3 separate regions of the Anas platyrhynchos genome follow, and all the other regions are linked to region 2. Evidence: chromatin contacts called from public Hi-C data. All regions are on one chromosome and are shown on one strand. The core of a region is the stretch at or near the end of the contact, and the rest is flanking DNA. Distances in the headings are between cores, read along the strand shown.

What was found. Hi-C and Micro-C count contacts between places; a contact is called where the count stands out from the background.
Region 1: a contact with region 2 is called in a Hi-C map of F1 follicle, with 2.5 times the contacts expected there. The contact joins two enhancer-like sites. A contact is called at or near these places in 3 of 8 Hi-C or Micro-C datasets (F1 follicle, liver and skeletal muscle).
Region 3: a contact with region 2 is called in a Hi-C map of subcutaneous adipose tissue, with 2.1 times the contacts expected there. The contact joins the promoter of LECT2 here to the enhancer-like site in region 2. A contact is called at or near these places in 3 of 8 Hi-C or Micro-C datasets (liver, skeletal muscle and subcutaneous adipose tissue).

What each region holds. Positions count from the first base shown.
Region 1 is chr14:3,802,173-3,806,378 of IASCAAS_PekinDuck_T2T, forward strand. No RefSeq gene overlaps it. Among named protein-coding and RNA genes, the nearest start is that of SMIM32, 39 kb to the left of the region's middle. Within about 2 kb of position 2,914, at least 1 of the 8 cell types and tissues checked has an H3K27ac peak or open chromatin away from gene starts, as enhancers often do. A contact at or near this core is called in F1 follicle, where this site is marked.
Region 2 is chr14:3,701,868-3,705,747 of IASCAAS_PekinDuck_T2T, forward strand. No RefSeq gene overlaps it. Among named protein-coding and RNA genes, the nearest start is that of SMAD5, 20 kb to the right of the region's middle. Within about 2 kb of position 1,349, at least 5 of the 8 cell types and tissues checked have an H3K27ac peak or open chromatin away from gene starts, as enhancers often do. A contact at or near this core is called in F1 follicle and subcutaneous adipose tissue, where this site is marked.
Region 3 is chr14:3,637,539-3,641,989 of IASCAAS_PekinDuck_T2T, forward strand. It overlaps LECT2 (leukocyte cell derived chemotaxin 2), which reads right to left and starts at 1,490. Exons shown (of 4, transcript XM_027468633.3): 1 at 1,332-1,490; 2 at 4-100. The coding sequence starts at 1,377.

The sequences.
Region 1 (4,206 bases), core at 1,664-4,163, 100 kb after region 2:
TTCTGGTCCTGGCTCATGGGACAGTCCTGAGAGCTATTTCAGGGTGTCTAACATGCAACATGTAAGAGAAGAAGAATGTGATTACTCTCTTACAGCAGTATAGGACTGGAATCACTCAAAAATAAATAGCAGTAAATATATAGTGCTTAGTGAAAATAAATGTTCTCTCCTTTCTTTTAGAGAGGAGGTGGAGAGGACAGACTATTTATTTATTTTTTTTTAATCAGCTTAGGCAATACTGGGTTTCTTCCCCCCACTTGCCCCAGGATTTCCAATGCAAACTTGGAAAAAAAAAAGTTGAAAAGAGACACTAACAGAGGAAGGCAAAAGACAGGTGTTCTGCTAGGGCTGCGTACGTGAGTAAAGTAATAGAATAAAATATAAATTCACAGAGATGTTTTCCAGCCCACTCCTCCCTAACTAACAAGCCTGGTGAGCGCTCACAGCGAAGGGGCTGGTGAGTGCAGAAAGGTGTGCTTGATTGCTTTTCATGGCACACTCAGTAGGATGGCTTTCAACAGCATTTACTGCCTGAATGGCGAGGAATTGTCACAAGGTCTATGCAGCTGAGGATTACTGGAAGGGTCTTGCTGGCTCCCTCCAGTGCTTTATGTTTCCCGACTTCACTCCTCAAACCTCAAGTCAAAAGCTTTCTGCAGGCACCCCCCACAGTGCTGGGTGTTACTGGGGCTGCCGTGAGTGGTGTGCCCTGCACAGGGCCCGACTGCAAACCTCCAAAGCTCCAGCTGGGAAAAATATCACCTGGAACTCTGTTTGTCCACTACACACCAATTTTCGTAGCAAACTTTGTGCTGAAATACAGGCTGAGTAATCGCTTTACAATTTTATTTTATTTTATTTTATTTTGCTTTCCCGAATGCAATTTTTATTTGCTGTTTAATCAAGTCCTTTCCCTAGCTGGAAGAATGTGAGCAACTTTCATGTATAGGAAGATTATAGTGGCACAGCGGAGAAATAAAACTATCAGAAGCTCTTGAGGAATAAATTCAAACCCTCATTAATCTCTGTGGGCTGCATCTCAAATCTGATTTTTTATAGAACGTGGGTGGTATTTTCAAAGCGAGTTGCTGGAACAGGTTGACTTCAAGGGTTGACTTAGATGATAACAATATATTTCTGAACCACAGTCCTCTGCCCAAAGAAGATGAAAGCTGTGGTTTATCCTGTGTATGTGCCCAATACACGGGTGCACCCGTGGCGCTGGGGTGGCTCCAGGTCCCTGCACTACTGCTGCTGGAGAACAACAAGGCTGCGGGAGCACGTGAAGTAGTGGGATGGACACTCAGAGCTGCTGATAGGCTTGTTTTGGTTTCTTTGATATTCACTGGTACAGTTATGGTGGGATTTTAAATTTATTTATTTTTAACTTTTATTTATTTATTTATTTATTTATTTTAATCCCTTACCTAACACAACTCAACTTTTCTGCAGTAAAATTCTTATTCAAGTCAAAGAAAGTCTGGTGGATGTCATCCCAATAATTCTGTGTCACTCCTGCCTTTCATCCAGATCTCAGAGGAGTCCATATTTACTGACAGTGCATCTTGGAGACCCAAAAGTCACGAACGAGGTTAAACTGATTTTGGTGCAGGAGGGGTAGATTTCACCCCTGAGCTTTTGTCTGACTCTTATTTGCACCTGGGAGCATAAAATTCACTTGTTTAAGCTGTCACAATGCAAAGATTTCTGACTCATCATTGCAAGAAGAAAAGCAAGAAATAAACTGTATTTCTGGAAGTTTAGTTTGTTGCTGAAGTAGTGTCTCTAACCAAGTACAGACTAAGTGCCTAGAACGAGTAGTGGCTAAAGGCTGAATTCTAGCCCCAGGAAGGATACATGCTGGAGGGATTTCCTATTAGAATTTGGAAAGCATCCAAGGAAGACTATTACAGGGGGTCAGGGGCTGGCCCACTGCTGTCACTTGTGTTGCTCACAAGTATTTTTGTACTTAGAATCATATTATCATAGCATAGTTTGAGTTGCAAAGGACCTTGAGGGTCATCTAATTCCAATCCCTGGGCAGGGATCCCTTCCACCAGCCAAGCTGCTCAAAGCCCCATCCCAAAGCCTTTGGGCACTGCCAGGGATGGGGTGCCCACAACTCCTCTGGGCAGCCTGTTCAGTGCCTCACCACCCTTATAATAAATAATTTCTTCCTAATGTTTAATTTAAATCTACTTGTCTAATATGTCTTCATTATGTACCTCAGATGTACATATGTTCCCCATTTTGTTAATACCATTAAAATTTGAAGGATGGGTCAAGAAAACCCTACTTATTATATGAGATGATAGCAGAAACACGACTTTGTTTTCAAGTTCCAGACAATTTAATTTTGACTTGTGTAGGTATGGGTTGGAGAAGAATCTAATCATACTGTTTTAAAATAAGTGTAAGTAGCTGAATCTCCACTTTGGGGAAGCAGCAGGTGGTGATTTGGACACAGTAGGTCTGTAACACAAAATCAAGCCAAAGGGTGAATTTTGCTTACAGAGATTTTTTTATCTTTGGGCAGGTGTGAATAAGTGTGAGACACTGAAAGATGTAGTCCCCTGGGAGCAGGGTAGATATTTACCAGAAAAATTAAGACTGTACAAAGAAAAAAAACCTCTCTGAGCGTGCACTGAAATCAGATGAAGAAATGTTATCTAACAAGAAAGCGGCGTTTCCACATTTCCTTCATTTAATGACACAGTTTAATAAGAGCTACATTCATGTGGCTTTGTGTGTTGTTAAAGCATGTAGGCAGGTTGCTGTAACGAGTTGGAAAAAAAAAAAAAAAAAAAGAAAAAGAAAAAACCTGCAGAAAGAGGATTTTTCTGCTGTCGATCTGGCTTTACGTTGGAGCCTCAGAGGCAGAGCTGCAGATTGCTTGTTCGTGAGCACAGCCTGCTGGCCCCGAGTGCAAGCAGCAGCCAGGGCACGAGTCGTGCATCAGCTGCGCCACTGTGAGTCTTTTCACATTAAAGGCAGAAAAAAGCTCCTGAAATTATGGTAAATAGTTCCTCTCCTCTCAGACCACCAGGCTACCTGGGGGTATAAGGGATTTTGGGGTTATTGCAGGTTGTGGCTGTTATTTTAACTGGCACCTCCTGACACCCACTGTAACATTCCTTCCTCTCATTTCCTCTCATACCTCAGGTTGTACTTTTCCCTCCTCCTCATTTTCCCCTTAGGAAGAGCTGCAGAACATGAACCCCACAAGTCTTTTCTTATGTGTTAATAAAAAAAAACAAAAACCAAAAACAATCAGAAAATCCTGGGCTCCCCAGTACCAGAGGGACATGGAGGTACTGGAGTGAGTTCAGAGGAGGGCAGTGACAGGATGAGAGGCAATGGGCACAAACTGAAGCACAGGAGGTTCAGGCTCAATATGAGGAGGCTCTTTTTAACTGGGAGGGTGACAGAGCAATATGAGGGGTTGGACTGGATGATCTTCTGGGGTCCCTTCCAACCCTGCCCATTCTGTGAGTCTGTGGGAGAACAGAATGCTCTTAGACACAGGGCTACAGGTATGGGTTTCTTTTGGGGATCAGTTTATTTGTTTTCAGATGCAATTTGCTACGAAGTCCATGTGCCACCTCTTTGAATGACCTTCATCCTCTGGAAGATCTTGACCATCAGTCTCCTGCCTCCTCAGTACGTGGGGAGTAATTGCCCACTCTCAGAACCAGTGGCTGCAGCAGGGAAATTCAGCTCAGCACCAGGCCCCCAGTCCCTCCTGCTGTGTAAGCTTTAATTAAATCCTTGCAGCAGTATAATTAATCATTAGTATGGGAATTGCATATTAGTCTGCATTATAGTAAATATTAGCTAAAAATTAACAAGCTCGTTAGCTATTCAATAACCTTTAAAGCCCTTCCAAATCCTCTTTGTCATGCTGCAAATTTGTGTTAAATATCTCTCTCAAATGACCTTAAGTGGATACACTTTTCCTTGCTGTTAAAGCCATTACAAACTCTACAAGCAGTTTAGTTATTTTGCCCCCTTGGCTATTATCTCCCTTTCTGTATGGATTTATTTAAATTAAACTGTAGTGAAGACTTATCTCAGTGTCATATGAAGCCATTAAAACCTCCCAGAGATTTAGAGAATCACATCCCCAAATGATATATTGCTACTGAGGCAGTGAGTCTTTTTTCTTGGTGTCCTTCCTTGTGCTGCTTTCACTGGGCATTGGCAGAG
Region 2 (3,880 bases), core at 99-2,598:
GTCCAAACTGTAGGAGGTTTTCTCACGGCTATCACCATGGCGTTGTGGTTCAAACAACAACACCAAAACCACCCCAAGAATGGAGCCTCTCCGCTTCCATTGCATACTCATAGGGAAAGTTCTTGCTCCTCATGGTGGTTTCATTCCCAAGGTTTTAGCATCTTTGATCTGAAAGAGTAAGTCATAAAACAAACAAACAAAAAAATAAAAGTAATAATAAAACCCTTATGCCCACGTTTTTGCCATTAAACTCTAAATTAATGCTCTGCACAAGACCTGAGTGCTGGCTAACCAGTTGGTTCCAGCTGAGGTGCCTTAGGGCGTGCTGGAGACCAGTGCTCCTGCCCTGGGCTAACAGCATGAATCTGAGACTTTCCCAGAGGTAGGCAAAAAAAAAAGTGTTGCAAAGCGCGGACAGAGCTGCCTCTGCCCTTTCCATGGACCCAAAGTAGTGTCTGCTCTGGGCACTGCTGGGCTGTGTCCTGCTGTTACGTGACCCGATGGGTTTTGTTTGTGGTGTTGGCTGGGGTCTGCTGCAGGTGTGTGCTGGCACGAGCTGCCTACCAGGCAGCTCCGTATCCTCTCCCTGTTGTTCTTGCTGCTCTCTTGGGGCTTTGGGAGGCAATCTAACCTCTAATCTAATTGTTGTTGGACCTTATTTATGCTCAGAGTCATGCTAGAGAGAAATTAAAATCTCCCAGCAGAGCTGCTGCAACTCAGAACTACTTCCTTGGCAGGTTCCTCCTGCCCCTGGGCCCTATGCCAGCTGAAGATGCTGTTAGAAGAGCGAGGAGGAAATTATTCAGCCTCAAATAGCTGCTCTGATAAAGTCCAGTTGGGCTGTGCAGCCCCAGATCTGCTCAGAGAGGGGCTGATGGCACGGGCAGGTACCTTCCTGTCCTCCCAGGTGTGTGTTGGGGAGTTTCCAGAACAAAATGGTTCAACCCGGAGACAGGGACCCCATTTTCTCGAACGCTTCTATACACCTGTATTGATTTGATTTCATTCTCGGGGGAGATCCTCAAATTCAGAAGGAACTATCCCTACTCCAAAATGTTGCTGTGGGGGACGGGAGGTGCCCCCTGCCTGGCTGTAAGCTGTGAATTCAAAGCGAGCTGTGCAGAGGGCAGAAGAGGAGCGCGATGCCCGGGGGTGGAGGCGCAGGAGCGCATCCCCTCCGCTGCGCCTCCGCGTTGGGTTGGCGACGGAGGGGACCCTGCTTCGCCCCCCCGGCCCTGCCCCTTGTGCCGGGGGTCCCGGGGCTTTGCGGGGGTGCTGGGGCGTTGCTGGTTTCGGTCGTCCCAGCCCTGGCCGCGAGGTCCCTCTGGCGGCCCCTCCGCAGCCACAGCCCCGAGCAGCGCCCTCGCCGCCGGGCTGCAGGCGGGGGGACCCGGCGGGCGGACCCGCAGCACACCCGGGTACAACACCGGGGGTCTCCGCCGGGCCCCTTCCTTTCTTTCCAGAAGGAAAGGAAGCCAGCCGCTAGGGAGAGCGGTTCGCTTTGTGTTTCCGAGAAGTAATTGCTGCTAGCGAAGCAAACTTTTTCGTGGCAGAGGTCACAGGGGAAGTGGTGACCTTTTCTCCGTGCTTGCAGGAGGATGGGGAAAGCAGCACCTCTCTCCTCGCCTTTGGGCTTCCAGCCTTGAGTGTGGAAGTGTGGAGCCTCGCCTCGCCTTGTTTATGGTGCCTGCCACGTCCCCACCCTGCACCCAAGGGTTTAGCAGCTTTGGGGAGGGAAGGCAGCCGAGGGCGGCTGGGTGGGAATGCCGCGGGACAATGCGAGCCCGGGGTATCCAAGGGCTCGAGCTGGGCCAAGGTCAGCTATTGTTCCAGGGAATATAAATAGCCCTGCTGGTAACAACGCAAACCCGAGCTGTGCGATGAAAGCTTCGCTTCGCGTTTCGTGCCGAGGTAGGGAAAGTGCAAGAAGTCACCGGGTGGCACCGGGGGAAAGGAGCCTCTCCAGGAGCCACCCCACCCGCACACCGGGCTTACAGGAACCTGGCTGCAAAGCTGTGCCCAGGCTTGGGGTTTGCACCAATAAAGGGTTTTCTTTCTTCCTTTCTTGCAAATAAAAATGGATAAATCTGCTCAGAGGAGAAACCTAAAAAAGTGTTTTCCCCTTCCCTAAACAAATGTTGCGTTTGTACCTGGGTGTATGTGGCAAAGTCAAAATAGGCATTACTTTATAGTAGCGGGAGATAGAAAACTGCTGCTTACATAATGTTCCTGCAAAATCAGGTTTAGAAAAATAAATCTGAGGCTTGCCTGACAAATTTTCGGATGCAAGGACTAGGTAGAGATTTTTTTTTTTTCTTTCATTTGTCAATAATACAGTCAAAACCCCTCCTAGGGGGGAGGAAAAAAAAAGTAGTCTTCCTTTGGGTGAAAGCATTAGTTTTGATTCTTCAGGGAGGGCCTGGCTGAGTCGGGGTCAGGCTATTGTCTTGTGCAGCACAAGTTGAAGGGCAGCCTGGGTGGCTAAAAGTGAAAACGGTTATTGTTCAGCGACTGCTGGTGCTGGCTTGCAGCATATTTGACGTGGCCTGTGGTTGCAGCCTCATCGTGCCTGGCCTTGGCTGCAAGGGTTAGCACCTCACTAAACAAGCAGCCGTGCTGTTTGATTCCTGACAGGCTGTCCACATCACTGCTCTGTGTGATGGGGTGGCTTTGGGGTGCTGGAGGGCTGGGATGGGTCTTTGTGGTAGTGAGGCTTTTCTTTCAGTGGAGGGACAGAGAGCAAGCTAATATCAGGAGACTTCTAAGCTGTTGTCTCCTCTGCGGCCAGAGGACATCAGCATCTCAGGAGTGCTGTAGAGAGAAAGTGGAGTCCAACAGGTAGGATGCTGCCTGGGCCATGGGAAAGCTGGGCTCCATTGCAGGCTCACTGTGGGACCTATGCTAAGATATCTGGGGTCTCTGGCATATGTCCTGAAACGTATTTCACTGAAACTGGATGAAAAAAAATAGTTGTGAATTCAGTCCCTCCTCCAACCTCCATTTCTCCATTGAGAGTTTCACTTCAATAAGCTGAAAGTAATTATCACCGTACAACTCATCCGTGCTATGTAAATCATGTGCTTCGAAGCAAAGACACCACAGGTTAATTTTCAATTAGCTAAAGAGAGGGAGTGTGTGTGCAGATCCTCAACTGACTGAGAAAAGGTGATTTGAGAGAAGCTGCATAAAAGGAATGTCTGTTCTTGTGACGGTGTGAAGCAGTTTCAGACCTCAGAGCCATTACCTACGTTCATTGTGCTGTTTTCTTCTGTTAAAGCGTTTATTTCTAGAAATGGAATGAAAGCCTAAGCTGCATCCCAGGCCCTTTTTGTGAGCCAGGAATCGTCACAGGTACTTAATTGCTTGTGTCTGTTTAACTGGATTGCGGAGAGATGAGACAGTCCGTGCCAATTAACAACGACGCTGCTGAGCTCGTGTGTAAGCAAAGGGATAACTGTGTGCTGAGGCATCGAAACTCTGATTGTAAGAAAAGCACTCTGAAAGCTTTGATTGTATTAATTACAGCATTGCTTCACATTATAGCTTTGGTGCATGTGCTCGTTTATGTCTTGTCTTCCTCTGTCTTGCAAGCCCCGAAGAGATATAATTACAGCACATCTTTCCTCTTTGAGTTTCCTGCTGGGTTATTTTCTGCTTGAAATCAATGCCTGCCAGTGTGCCTGTGAAATTTCCTGAGGAAGTCGTTTAAATGGTGCTGTAAAAACTGCGACTGTTTTAGTAAGTGGGAGCAATCCAGCGTTGTTTCCAGAAACCTGCAGCATGGAGGGCTGGGGAGCTCGTGCCCATCAGCTCCTGCTGTCCCCTATCTGCTGGTGGCACTGCTCTGCCAACACCTGCATGGAAATGAAGTGGGGAAAAA
Region 3 (4,451 bases), core at 240-2,739, 64 kb before region 2:
GACCTGGGGGCGTTGTAGCGGCCACAGCCGTGTTGGTCACAACCTCGGATTTTGTTGGAGGATTGACCTGCGCAGATGTTCCCCCATTGGCCTGCAGCAACTAGAAAAGAAGAGAAGGTGAAAGGCAGCAGCTGGCAAGGAGGTTTCCCCGCCCATGTTGTTTAACAGTTTCTATTGCTAAGTGCCACACAAGAGAAAAATCTAAAGGCCCGGTTGAAAGTCTGTTGAAATTAAGAGTAAAATCCCTTTGGACTTTGTTGTAAGCATGGATCAGGTTCATGGAACCAGATAATTTGTTATCTTTTAATGGAAGTTAATTTTAGGGATGCTGTGAGACATCTTTCGTTTTGTTTTATGCTTTGTGCGATGACACCTGAGGGTACTTGCAGCAGTGACTGCAAAGCAAAGACGCAGAACAAACAGTTATAGAGTCACAGAATCATCTAAGCTGGAAAAAACCTTCAATACCAAGTCCAACCACCCAAGTGATGGACAAAGGATCCAGCTTTCACTGTCGTCACCCACAGCCAAACCCCTGCTGATAACACAGCCCCAGCCACGCCTGAGAGGAAGAGCTTTGTAGGGGAAAAGGGGGAACAGGGGCACCCTCCTTTACCTTCTGGAAGCCCCAAAGGGTCCCAGCCTCCACCACCAAAGCCCCCAGGATGCCCAAGCGATGTCTTTGGGTCTGGAGAACAGGGCTAGCATAGCAAAAAGCAGCGGGCTGGGGTTTGTTTGTGTGCATCAACACCTTGCAGGCACCAGCCCTGCTGGCATCGGGGAGCATACACAAATGGGGAAATTATACGCCAAAGGACTGGTGCTAAAAGGTGCAGGAAACCTCTAATGCCTTCCTCAAGCTAAGCAGCCCTTTGTTCTAGGTATTCTTCGTTTATTGTAATGAATCATGTATTCTTTATGGAAGCAAAGGTGATGACATTTAACGCACAAACACGTCTGGGAACACTCTGTGCTCAGCAGGCTGATCTTTAAGTAAAAGGCTTTTAAGAAAAAATGCGTGCTGTTAGGGATTGGTGCACCTCAGCTGACTCTGTGCTATTCAAGCAGTGCTGGTACTCCTACAAAATTTCACTGCAATTCTCCACCATAACTAAAAAGGGTTTTTTGATGTAGGTTTCTATGCAATGGGAGGGGAGTGATTTTCAAAAGCGAAAAATGGCACAGAATAAATCAGCTTCTATACCACATAAAGAAAAAAAAAAAAAAAAGCACAAAACAAACAAACAAAGAGAAAGAGAAGACAAAAATCAGAGAAAGGAAAAAAAGGCAGGTTGCAATGAGCAATGTTTACAAAAATTGAGCTAACTTACCACTGGAGATGGCAATCAGAAGGATGAGTGCGGTGACTCCATGCATCTTGATGCACCTCAGGAGCTCTGCTTTCAAAGCAAAAGGTCCAAACCACTTTGCTGTCTATTTATACATCCCAACAGAGGCTGTATCCCAACTTTTCCAGCCAATCAGAAAATTTACATGACAGCAGTGCTTTTGCCTGCAGATTCGGGCCAGGAGCAAGAGCTGCCAACAGCCCATGGGCTGCACCCCCAGCCTGGCTGCTCGGTGTGTGCAGGCTCCAGCCCGTTTAGCAACACCAGCTGCGTGTTCTTGTTTGCTTTTGTTTACAGCAAAAAAGAAGAATTTTAAAACCAAACATTAAGGACAGTTTGTAAGCGGTTCTCTCCATTCCTGCCTGTTGCCCAATTCTGACGTTTAGCAAGATGCCATGGGTGGAAAGGGGGAAAAGAACTCGAATGTAAAAAAAAATATATAAAATATATATATATATGCCTTTGCTGTCCCACCATGGCTTGGAAAGAAATTCAGGCAGGTGGGTACAGCTCCGTGCTTCATGCAGGAAAAACTCTGTGTGCCCAAACTTGGGTTAGGCAGCCCATGAGATGGGACCCCTGATCCCCATTCCTTCGTTAATGCATCCCAGATATCGCTTTGTCCAGGATGACAAACCTGCCGTGCTAATGGCGTGGGAGATGTTTACAATCTTCACTGTTCCTGAACGGACAAAGTGCAGGACCCTGTGACATTGGGGCTGAGCAAATTTACGGGAAATGGAAGGACAAGAGAGCAGTGGAGCGTGAACAAGGCCATCTCCAGAGCTGTTTCTGGGAAAGGAGGGAGCTGGATGCCTGGTTTATAGCCAGGAGCTGGAAGTTGTTATCTGCTTCTCTCTCTGGCTGCCCGGTGCATGCTGTTTGGTTTCTCTGTGTAGAAATAACCCCGTGCCCAGGTGCCCACATGGCTGTGGGTCAGGGCTGGCTCTCAGCCCGATTGCTGAGATATGATCATACCTAAACCATGTCAAATAAACTTGCATTACCTTAAATTCAGATTGCTAATTGCTAATTTTATTAGCAGCTTAACAATTAAGATCAAAGAGGAGAAAAGAATGACTGAAGTAATGCTGTGCATTTCCCCAGCAGCTAAAAACGAGTTTTCCTGCATATTCTCTTGCTAATAAATATCCTGAGGGCCAACCCCCTTTTCAGCCCGCTTGGTTTCACGTTGCATGCTCAGTTTAGTGCAGCAGAGGAAGCGTACCGTGGTGAGACGTGGCAGGGAACCCACCAACTTCTCCAAACACAACCCCGAGCCCTCCTGGCCATTGACCTGCTCCATCACTGGCATTTCCCTGGCAGCAGCCACAGCAGCTGGCTCCTGCACCCACCCTCGGGTAGGGGTGCCACCAGTACACTGTGCATGTAAACCTTACAAAATGTGCATCTGCTTTGGTTTCATGCAGTTTGCACAAAGAGCTTTTTGGAAATCTGGATTCCCAGGTGGGAATTTGTTCCCCCAGGGTCTTTTAATAAACTGCTGCCGTGGTGCCTGCAGCACGTGGCAGCCAGGGAGACTGTGGTGGTCTGCAAGGCAGGCTCCCCGTGCCCCTCTGTGAGATGCTTTGCCTTTCTTTGGGCTTTGCTAACTGAGTTAGAAAGTTTCAGCAGAGCTAATGGAGTGAATTAAACATGGCAAAGACTGAATTATTTGCTGACATTGTGCATTACTCCCTCAGATAAAGATCAGAGAGGTACAGAATGACTAACTCAGGTTTGGCGACAGTGGTGCAAGAGCAGCTGATGCCTCGCTTGCCTTGTGTGCATTCACAGCACTGCCTTTGGTGGGAACTGCAGCCTTGTGTCTGAGCAATGCTGCAAAGATCAAAGCACTGCACAACAGCTGCCAATTCCTTCACGTTTTGCTTGTTGCTAGCTGTAGCCAAAGTTCATTGTTATTATTATTATTATTGGTGTTATTAGTTTGCATAAAATCAGCCAGAAAGGTGGCAGCAGTTGGCAGTTAATTTTGCATTGCTTGCAGGTGTGTGAAAGAGTTCAAGCAGTGGTTGGGCTTGAGGGGGGCTCTTTGGGGAAGGAGGAAGGATGCAGGAGTCCCTGTGGCAGGTGAGTGAGGCTTTTCCTCATCTCCTGGAGTGCTGGGAGCCACTGACAAGTGGATGAAGTGGGTGGCTGGGTAGTGGTTGGTGGCCTCTCCTGCAGGGGAGAGGATCGGTAGCAAAGTGGTGATCTGCTCACACGCAACTGAGCACCATCAAATTACGTGTAATTCAAGTAAGATCAAATTTAAAAGGCAGCAACATTAAATCCTAGTCCCCAAAACTCATCAAACGCACTAAAAGCAATTTCCAAAGCTGTGGCCCTGCTGGGATCTAATAAACTTTTCATTAAGGAGGAAGTGTTTGACTCAGCCCCTCATTTAGCGAGATGAGGGTTTCTCCCTTGTGGAAGGGATGCAAATAGCTGTAATAATTTTATTTCTGCTTTACCAAGCACCAAGGCATGACTGAGTTCGTTGGTGATGCTCTGAAGGATAGGAGTTCTCAGCCCAACTAGCTTATACTAAAATGCTCTTAGTTCCTCTCCCCTAAAACCTGCAATTTGGAGGGTTTAATTTCTAACGTGGAATTGAGGGAAGTAAGCTCCGAGGTATGGGACTGCAGATGTTTGTTATCAGTCGCTTCTTCCCTTTTATTTTTGTTGGAGGAGGGTGCTGTGAGTGAGCTGCTCGAGGGGTGCTGAGCTGCGTGCCCCCCCCTGCCAGCACTGCTCTTCCCCTGGCTGGGTGTCTCCTGAGTTTTCTGGGGGCTCCTGAGGACAGGAAAGAGGGCCTGAATTAGTCAGAAAGCTGTCCATGGTAATTTACTGCTTCTGTTAATCCTGTTTAGCAAACAAAGACATTGGAATAACAGGGCATGCCAGAGAGCACTCTGGTGTCCAGAAGCAGACGTTTCATCTGCCCCCTGTCTCTGATAGAGCCCTGGGACCTTTAAAGAAATAGGAATTATCTTGCCACCAAAAAGCCTCCTTTTTTTTTTCTTAGAGGAAACATTTTTGTTTCCAACGTATAACGGATTCCTGAAATGCACCACGCAGCTGGCGTAAATGGGCACTGAG